Linked DNA regions of Urocitellus parryii: region 1 is linked to region 2. Evidence: chromatin contacts called from public Hi-C data. All regions are on one chromosome and are shown on one strand. Each heading gives the region's core, a stretch centred on a gene start, on an enhancer-like site or on the middle of the called end of the contact. The rest is flanking DNA. Distances are from core to core; before and after follow the strand shown. Region 1 holds the start of Foxn3 (forkhead box N3). Region 2 holds the start of Efcab11 (EF-hand calcium binding domain 11).

Region 1 (4,369 bases), core at 588-3,087, 300 kb before region 2:
TGCATTCTCCTCAAAGCAGATGCCACGATTTCTTATCACAGAGTACAAGCTGATTTTGATGGTGAGCTCTTCATTGTCTTTTTCTTTCACTGTCACAAGACTTAGATTTAGTGCGTGAAACATGCTAACGCAAAAGGCACTTAAATTATCAAAGTAATGATACAGTTAGGCATCCATCTGCTGATTTTGCTATTTAAATACTATGATCCAAGAACGGTTCGGAAAAATTAATTCTAAGTTGAACAACTTTGCATTCTACAACTTGGAAGCAGAAATCATTGATAACGTCTTGTAAAGTGATACATCTATCAATGGAAGCTAGTAGCTGAGGTCTGCAAAGAAATCTGTCACCAAAATGGCCTACTTTATCTGGATAGAAACAACAACCAAAAATTAAACATAAAGCTTTCTCGTGCAAACTGCAGCAGGATTAAAAAAAAAAAAAAACAATCTCGCAGAGACCCACGCACAAGAAGGCTCATCTGAAATTATGGCACGATTTTAAAAGAGGGTTTGGGGTGACTGTTTTCCTAAGTCTCAATCTAACTGACCAATCAGTGCAAGAGTTAGAGCGGGCTCCAGACATTGGTGCCGTCTTCAGAGCTCTGCACCCTCAGAGCTGCTCGCCCTGTCTAAGGCAGAGCTGGCGATCAATGAATAACCGGGAACAAAAGGAATATAACAGGATGTCTTTCTTAGCAAAGGGAATCGCTTTCCTTTTTCCTCAATGAGCGGGTCGCACCCTGCCTACGACAGCGCCACATGGGAGCTTCCACCAGACCCGTCCTTTGGATGAGGCACATTTTTGCTTTTGCAATCATGTGTCCCAACTGCTAGCAAATGTGTCACCTTAAGCACAGCCTGTGACGGAGGGCTCCCCGAGCCCAACCAATTGGAACTAATAAATTAAATAAATTAATAACCCCACGATTAAAAGCTCCGAGAAAGACCGTGCTTCCCTTTCCCAAATGTCACTCCCAGAGTATAAACAAAGCATGAAATACACAGTTTCTTCAGCCTCCTCGGCTGGCAATCGTGGTTTTTCCGCCTCAAAACAATGTTGCTCAAAAAAAAAAAAAAAAGAAAGAAAGAAATATTCTTGCTGCTTTCAACGGAAACTCTCATCTGTCTGTGTCACATCAGGATAAGCAGCTACAGTATTTGAACAGAGGTTTAAACTGCCCACAGACCTGACACTCTGTTTATAATTGATAGCAAAACAGTTGCGACAGCAAAGCCTGCAAACTGCCCCAGCTAAACTCCACATTGAACACGTTGGTCCCTTGAAAAATAAAAGTCAGGCCGGGGGACCCCACCAACGGGGCTTCCCCAGGAGTCCTTAGCAGGATCACACCCAGGAGATGGTGATTTTTTAAATATCCATTTGCCGGCGATTTTTAAAAAATTGTTAGGTTTTTTTTTTTCCAAAAACACCTACCTACAGATTCCAGAGAAACTTTTTTTTTTCCCTTTTTCTTTCTTTCTTTTCTTTTTTTTTTTAATGAACTTACTTTTGAGACAAAACTAATGAAAATAAAGCAACTTGCCATCTCCCTGGCTCTTCCCCATCTGGGGCTGCAGGCTAGAAATCCGTGGAAACTAGGTGCAAAGACGGGGGCGGGCCCCGTGGAGCCGGCCCCGGGCCCCGCGGCGGCCGGGGCGCGGGCTCCCGGTGACAATGCTAAACCGCGGCGGGCTCGGGGGCGGGGAGCGCGCCCCGCGGTCGTTACCTTCGATCGCCCGCCCCCCCGCCGCTCCTCGCGGCCGCATCGGGGGGCTGCGGCGGCGCTGCACTCGCGGGTGGTCCCGCCGCCGGGTCGCGCCGTCTCCCGGCCGAGCTGCAGCCGATCGCGGCCGGAACCCGGGCTCCAGCGCCCGGCGCCCGCCCGGGGTCGGCGGCGCGCTCCCACCCGGGCCCGGAGCCCTGCTGGGTCCTAGCGCGCGCCGCCGCCGCCCGCCCCGCGGCCCGGTCTGCAGCCCGCACGTACGGCCGGCAGCTCGGGAGCCCCGGGGAACCCCGCGAACACCGCCCACCCTCCGGTCCCTCGCAGAAGCCGCCGCGGTCGGTCGGTGCTGGGGGACCGAGGGGCTCCAATCCTGGATCCGAAGATGTTAAGTGACAGACGTGGGCTGCAGCCCAACTCGCGGAAGGCAGACGTTGGCGTCTGCAGCCCCAGTTGTAAAGCACCGAGGTTTGTCCCGGGCGCTTGGGTTGTCGTGTGCGTTCACACCAGACAGGAGGCCTTCCAGACGGGATCGATAAAGAAAGATTTCAGAAGTAGAATGCAAAAAAAAAAAAAAAAAAAAAAAAAAAAGGAGAAAGTTGAAAATTTGTGTGTTTAAAACCACGTTTTAAAGAGTTTCCCAATAACCCCACCCCCACCCCCCCACCCCCGTTAACAGGTCCTTTTGCATGTTGCTTTCTCTTACTTTATAATATGCTATTTTAAATAATAAAGCCCCATATGGCTAAGCACATAGTCATTTGATTTTCAAAAGACCTCAAAAATTGCATCAAAATATGCACTCGTGTCTCTCCTAAGAAATCAACGAGAGAGAATTAATGGTGGCATATGGCGTGCCTCATAGAGAAAACTTAATTACAAATTAAAACAAATGCGAAAATTCACAAATTTCGTAAACTGAAAGTAAATTATGATCCTAGATTGATACACAAATCAGCTCGTGTACAATTAGGAAGACTGTAAGTTCTTAGTTTCTTTTTCACAACAGGGGAGAGGCAGTTTGACACACATTCATATCAAATTCCCCTGGTTTGCCCCCAAAAGGGCTTCCAGCAACTTCTTGGCTCATTCATTTACTGCAGGCCACCTGGAAAGCAACTTTTCATCTGGTAAGTGCTCATTTAAGAGGACAATTCTGTTAGCTCTTAATTCAAAATAATAGTGCTTTGGTTTGAAAAGCTTGTTGGAAAGCCTTGGAGACTGGGAGTTTTCTTTTCAGTCTGGTATCACCAAGTTTGAAGGTCACAGTTCTGTAAAACTGCTCGTAGTAATGGCGTTGTGGTTTATACCAAAAAGAAAATCAAATATGTGCTTTCTGAGTTTTATTTTTGGAGCAGAAAAAAAAAATCCCTTTGAAAAGTACTCTTGCCTTCACCCCTTCCAATTATAGCTAAATAAATGTAATGGAAGATTTTTAGTATTAATTAAACATCAAAGGCACCCCTTCTGCTGACTTATGTTGTACTATGTTACACTTGTAGATCTTCAAAGTACTGGAACGTGCATCTCATGTGATCTTTACCACACCTCTGTGAGAAAACAGATATTATAACCCCCAATTTTCAAATGAGAAAATGAAGGTCTCAGAAGGTGAAGGGACTTGTCCAGAACCACACAGCTGGTGAGCAGAGCAGCTGGAATCCCAACCTTGTCCTCTAGAACTTCCCACAGGTTTTTTCAAGTACATCAAGGCCTCCAGCTATTTCTCCTTAAGTGTTGTGGGGTGGATGAGGTATCCAAAACAAGCCTGCAGGTAGGGTCCTTTAGTCACCGTTATCTGGAGCAGAGCAGAGATTTACAGCCTGGAAAAATGAGGCTAGCTGAATACATGTTGCTCTCTGCTAAAGGAGAAAGATGGCTGGTGAGCCCTGTGCCCTTCAGATTTCTGTCCTGGGGCTATCCAGGGTACCCTGGCAGACGGTGCAAGGCTACATTCCCCCGGGTACCTTTCTGCTGGCCCTCAGAGACTAAGACCGGGTCCCATTTTACACACAGAGGAGTGAGATTTTCTCTGTGGAAACTGGTTATCTACGTGCCCATACTGAAAGGCTTTCCAACCCTTGAAAAGTCAAGGTGTTTCAGCTACAAGGCGGCCAACTGGGAAAACTCTGGCCTCCCTGTCCAGACCTGGTGACAGCTGGAGCCCACTGGGCCTCCAGGGAGTCCTCAGCCTCCTGCACCCATTGGAAAGCTACCAGCCAGTCTGTTTATGGCAGTTCACTTCCTCCTCCCCCCTGCCTAAAGGAAACATTAACTTCTCTTGTTGATGTGTCCCAAACCCCACAAACAAGCAGGTGGGGCTAGATGACATTTAACCAGAAAGATAGAAACATTTTTCTCTGAAAAGTGATACATTCCTTTTTTTGTGTGTGGTTCATGAGGAAGGAACTAGACATGGCCCAGTAGGGAAGATACATACATGCAGCCCCTCCTGGGGAACTACTTAGAAGGCTTAATGCAAAACTTACTTGATGGGCTGGGAGTATGTGATGGCCGCAAAGTATGGCAGAGGGAAGCGACTCACATCACCATCAGGAAGCCGTGAGGGACTCCACTCACCAGATACCAATTCATATTCCAAAGCTCAGTTGGTAAAGTGCTTCCCTCACATGCACAAGGCCCTG
Region 2 (4,770 bases), core at 2,055-4,554:
TCTCTTCTCTATCTTGAAACCTATCAGAGTTTTATCTGCCTGTCTACACTCCACTGTAAACCACTTCAAGGTAGGGACTGTGTTTAACTCATCTTTACCTTCCTAGCCACTAGCAAATGTTCCTTTTGTTAAACAGGTACACTTAATTTCATTCTGTGAACAATGGCAGAGTATATTCATTATTTATTATATAAGTGTTTTTTTTAAATATTATTGTATGTTATGGTTTTTTTTAAATAACTTTTTTCAAAATATACCATTTTACTGGGAGGGGTAGCACATGCCTATAAGCTCAGCTATTGGGGAAGCTGAGGTAAAGGACATCCATTTCCAGGCCAACCTGGGCAATTTAGTGAGACCTTGTTTCAAAGTAAACAGAAGGCTAGGGGTGTAACTCAGTGGTAGGGTTCACTTGTGTCCAATCCTCAGCACCACACACAAAAATATACTTTCTATTATATGAATTTTACATGTTATCTCATTTAATTTCCTGAACCAAAGTCAGTAAATATTTCATATGTTCAAAGTAATATCCAAAAATTAAATCCCAATTCTCAATCTAGTATAAAATTTAAAATTATTAAATTTCATGTAATGCCACCTATTTAATAAAAGTTCATTGTACAAATGTCTGGTAAATATATAGGTGATTTGCTATGTTAGTACTTTACTGTTTGGTTTCCTCTAGTCAGCTAAATATTTCACTTGCCTAAAAAATAAAATCCAAAACCTCAATTCAGAAGTAAAAAATCTGTTCAATTTCATGGAGTATATATACAGTCTATTACCAAATCACTATACCTGTCATCACATTCCTTATGAATTCTAAAGTTGAAATGAAAGAAGTAAATATTCTTGAGGGTGATAAAGGTAAATGAGACAAGATAGCTTTCCAGTTGAATATAATGCCTTAAAGGCTGAGTCTTTTCAGCTGATCTGCTTTGAATTCCAGCTGAAATGACTGCAGGTTAACAGGAGAGCTGCAATTTCAGAGAGCCAGCCCTGATGAGCTCAGTAACTGGCCTTACAGGAACTAAGCATCTCTGAATAAGCACTCTGGGTTGCTCATGCAACCTGTCTGGGTCAACAGGACACATTTACTGTGTTGTGAAGCATTTCAACACTCTGAAGGGTGCAGAAGTGGGACTTCACAGGTCCCTGGCTGCACTAGGCTTGCAATCTGACAGAGTAGAGACCATGCACGCAGAACTGACTGCTGAGCTGTTTGGTCTAACAAGAGAATAAGAAAGGGCATTCCAGGCAGAGCTCTAAGAGGTCCTTTTGCAGTTTTATTTCTTGAATCTGGACAGCATCTTGACCCCGATGCTTAACAAGAAAGCATTCATCTCTAGAATGCAGGTAACAGGCAAGCAGAACAGCACAAAGACTGTGTGAACAGGAAACCTATTCTGAAGTAGAAGGTTCATTGAGACTCAGCTCAATTCTCATTGGTGAATTGGTGCAATCTTTTTTGAAGAGCAATATCAAACAAAATTGCAAATGTACATATTGCAGAACCTAGCAGCTCTACTGCTAGGAATTACACATTCACAAGGACATAAATCTATGTGTTTGTGTGTTTATGTAGATATAAATGGATGCTCAATGCAGCAATGTTTGTAGGAATGAAAAATAATGAAAACAAATTAAAAAATGACCAAAGAGAGATCATTACATTATTATTATTATTATTATTATCATTATTATTTTGGTATCAGAGATTGAACTCAGGGAACTCAACCACTGAGCCACATCTCCAGCTCTATTTTGTATTTTATTTAGAGACAGGGTCTCACTGAGTTGTTTAGCACCTCGCTTTTGCTGAGGATGGCTTTGAACTTGAAATCCTTCTGCCTCAGCCTCCCTAGCCGCTGGGATGACAGGTGTGTGCCACTGCACCCGGCTATACAACTAATTTTTAAAATGAGGCAGTGGTGTGTGCTTTCAGGTTGATGTATTGTTAAGTGAGAAAAACATTAAAATAAAATAGGCATAGTATGTACCATGTTTTCAATGGAAGACTATGCATATAGTTCGTCATTTTGAAATTTTTGAAAAAAAAATTGAAACAATACGTAAGAACCTGGTTAGTAATGGTAAACCCTGAGAAGCTGAGACCCTCTAGTTGAAAGAGATTTTCTTTTTACTATGTGAATGTATAACTTTTATAATTTAAACAAAGCAAAAAAAGTTTTAATTTAATGTGAATAGACACAACAGATAACCTCCTAGGTGAATTCCTTCTGTTACCAACATCCTTCTCCCAGTCTTCCCTGTTGACATCTCGCTAGCATCTCATATTTAATGTAACTATTAGCAGCTTGGTGGAGATATATGTTTCGTGGGCTCCAATGAGACATCTCTAATTCATTCTTGAATTGGGTCCTTAAGAGGAAAGAGGAAAATTCAGCACTGGTGACACCTCTGAAACAGCTTATAAGTCACCCATGCACTTTGTAAGATCCCAAGAAAACCCCTTGGCAATTTTCTTAGGATCCATTCATATTGCATCTCCCGCATCCCCCAAATACACAAAGAAACTCTACCTTGGAGGGCTTGTACCCAAACAGCATTACAAAAGCAACCTTAAAGTCCTCTCTGCTTAGGTAGCCTTTGTTATCTTCATCGCATGCTTTAAATACCTAAAGAATATTAAATGGTTTCAGTTAGTAAAACAAACTGTTCCCTTATTTTCATTATTATCAAATTTGAACCTCTAAAATCTAAAACTTAGCCCAGTAGAGCTTAGAAATAGAGTGGTATTATCCCAACTTTAAATCTCAAGAAATCTGCCAGAAGTGCCAAGGTCTTAACCGCTGGGCTGACGCAAATTAGTTTTCACCTTCAGGATAAATTCTACCCACAATTCCGTCCTAGAAATTAGGAAAGCGAGGCAACGGGGCTGGGGGCTGGCTTTGAACTGGGAGAAATGCAAATTCGAAACTACGTAGCTGGGTACCGGGGTGGAGAAAGAACTTGGAAGCAGGCAGAACCAGGAGCAGGCAGCTCTGGGCTTTTCATTAATCACGACTGTTCTAAGGGTCGTCCAGGTCTCGTCTGAACAACCCGGCTGAGCCAGACGCCAGCACAGAGACTGAAATGCCCGGAGCCAAGACGAAGTCCAAAACTTAAGAGTCACGTTCCGGACACCTACTTCCACAAACTTCTTGTGTTCCGCGGGGCTGGCTTCCCACGTCCGCCGCCGGGCCCCAGCCTCGGAGAAAAACATAGCCACAGCTACAACCAGTTCCGGACCACCTAGTCCAGAACCTCTCCCGCCAGAACCCCGCTCTCAGCCTCCCTCGGCCACGCCCACCGCGGCTCTGGAACTAGCCGTGCAGCTCCAACGTCTCCTCCCATTGGACGGTCTCCGAGCCACTGGCGTTGATATCGCAATGCTATAGGCCACAGGCTGTGTTTCCTTGGACCAGCCAGGGGCGGGGAGGCTCCCAGGCCCGCCCCCCAGCGCTTAGCTCCGCCCCTGCTTAGTTCCCTTAACTCTCTGCAAGCGACGCGAGACCCAGCGCACCTAGATGCTTTACAAACTACATGCTCAAGTTCATGATTTCTTTCATTCGTTGCCAACCTTGCGATAAATTCCTTTTGATTATGTTGGTCCCTGGCTTTGCTAGATTTCATAGAAGACACAAAGAGGATGAACAAAGCCTAGAAGTCGAGCCAAATCCAGGATTCACGTTTAAGTCAGCAAGTCATTGGGTTGAGCACGCAGGGTAGTTAGTAAGTTGGTTTTGTCCTTTTTTTTTTTTTTTTTTTTTTTTTTTTTTAATAACTCCGGCACCTAGCACTGTGTCTGGAACAAAGGAGATCTTCAATAAACGAAAGAAGCCGTTAGCACATTTACACAGACTTATTCCATTCAACCCTCTGAAAGTGATGCCTGGTTTGAGGGAGACCCAAGGAGTAAATAGCATAAACAGCCTCAAGTCCAAATTACATAGCAAACATCCTTATAAAAGACGAACGTCGGGAGAGTTCCGTTTCCCAGATGGGTTCATCTCTGATCCCTCTATTTTGTCAAATCAATAAATTTAAAAGAACGTTCGCATGCCTGTTTGAAAGAAGCAGGCATTCGAGGTTCTGAGTCTGATGTGGACTTGTTTAACTTTCTATTTTACAGCAGGCTTTTAAAGACTGAGCCCCAGCCGAGCCCGCTCTTCCCGGGACACGGGTTTTCCATTTGGCAGCTGCTTTTAATCTCAGCTCATCTTTTTGTTCTCTCTCTCTCTCCGCCTTTCAAAACACACCGCTGACCCCTGGGAACCTGAAGCTATGTGAACCCCTATAAAGGGGTTGACCACCTTTCTGTTTCTCTCTCTTTTAAGACACCAGTAGGTGAGCTGGGAGGGAGAGGAGGTCAGGTCTCCCATCTGCCCCCTTTGAGGAATAAACCTGTCAGTCCCTTCGGATATGGGGGTCTTTAGGACCCAAGGGCAAGATTCCCGGAAGGGGAAGCGGCTGGGCGGTGAGGCGCGGGCCGCGGCGAAGTGCGTTTGAACTGCGCGCAGGCGCAGACGTCGCGCGGGGCGGGGCCGAGGCGGCGGCGGAGGCGGTGTGGTCAGGTACGTGTCCCGCGGCCGTGGGCTGCGCGCGGTCTCTAGTCCTGCGTCCCTCGACTGCCCGGCTCGCTGTGCCGGGGAGCTGGAGTCCGGAGAACCGGGCGCGTGGTGGCCCGGCTGGAGGCTGACCGCGAGGGAAGCGGCACCGCCGGAGGACTCCGTTCGGGGTCCTGTGCCCGCGGCCTCGGCTTCC

Evidence for each region. A called contact is a pair of places that touch in the nucleus more often than the background predicts.
Region 1: a Hi-C map of muscle shows a contact between it and region 2, with 4 times the contacts expected there. The contact joins the promoter of Foxn3 here to the promoter of Efcab11 in region 2. A contact is called at or near these places in 2 of 2 Hi-C or Micro-C datasets (liver and muscle).

Annotation. Positions count from the first base shown.
Region 1 is chr6:15,379,154-15,383,522 of mUroPar1.hap1, reverse strand. It overlaps Foxn3 (forkhead box N3), which reads right to left and starts at 1,837. Exons shown (of 8, transcript XM_026394242.2): 1 at 1,731-1,837.
Region 2 is chr6:15,080,576-15,085,345 of mUroPar1.hap1, reverse strand. Efcab11 (EF-hand calcium binding domain 11) reads right to left here and starts at 3,304. Exons shown (of 6, transcript XM_026394240.2): 1 at 3,155-3,304; 2 at 2,547-2,642. The coding sequence starts at 3,229. It overlaps Tdp1 (tyrosyl-DNA phosphodiesterase 1), which reads left to right and starts at 4,556. Exons shown (of 16, transcript XM_026394228.2): 1 at 4,556-4,580.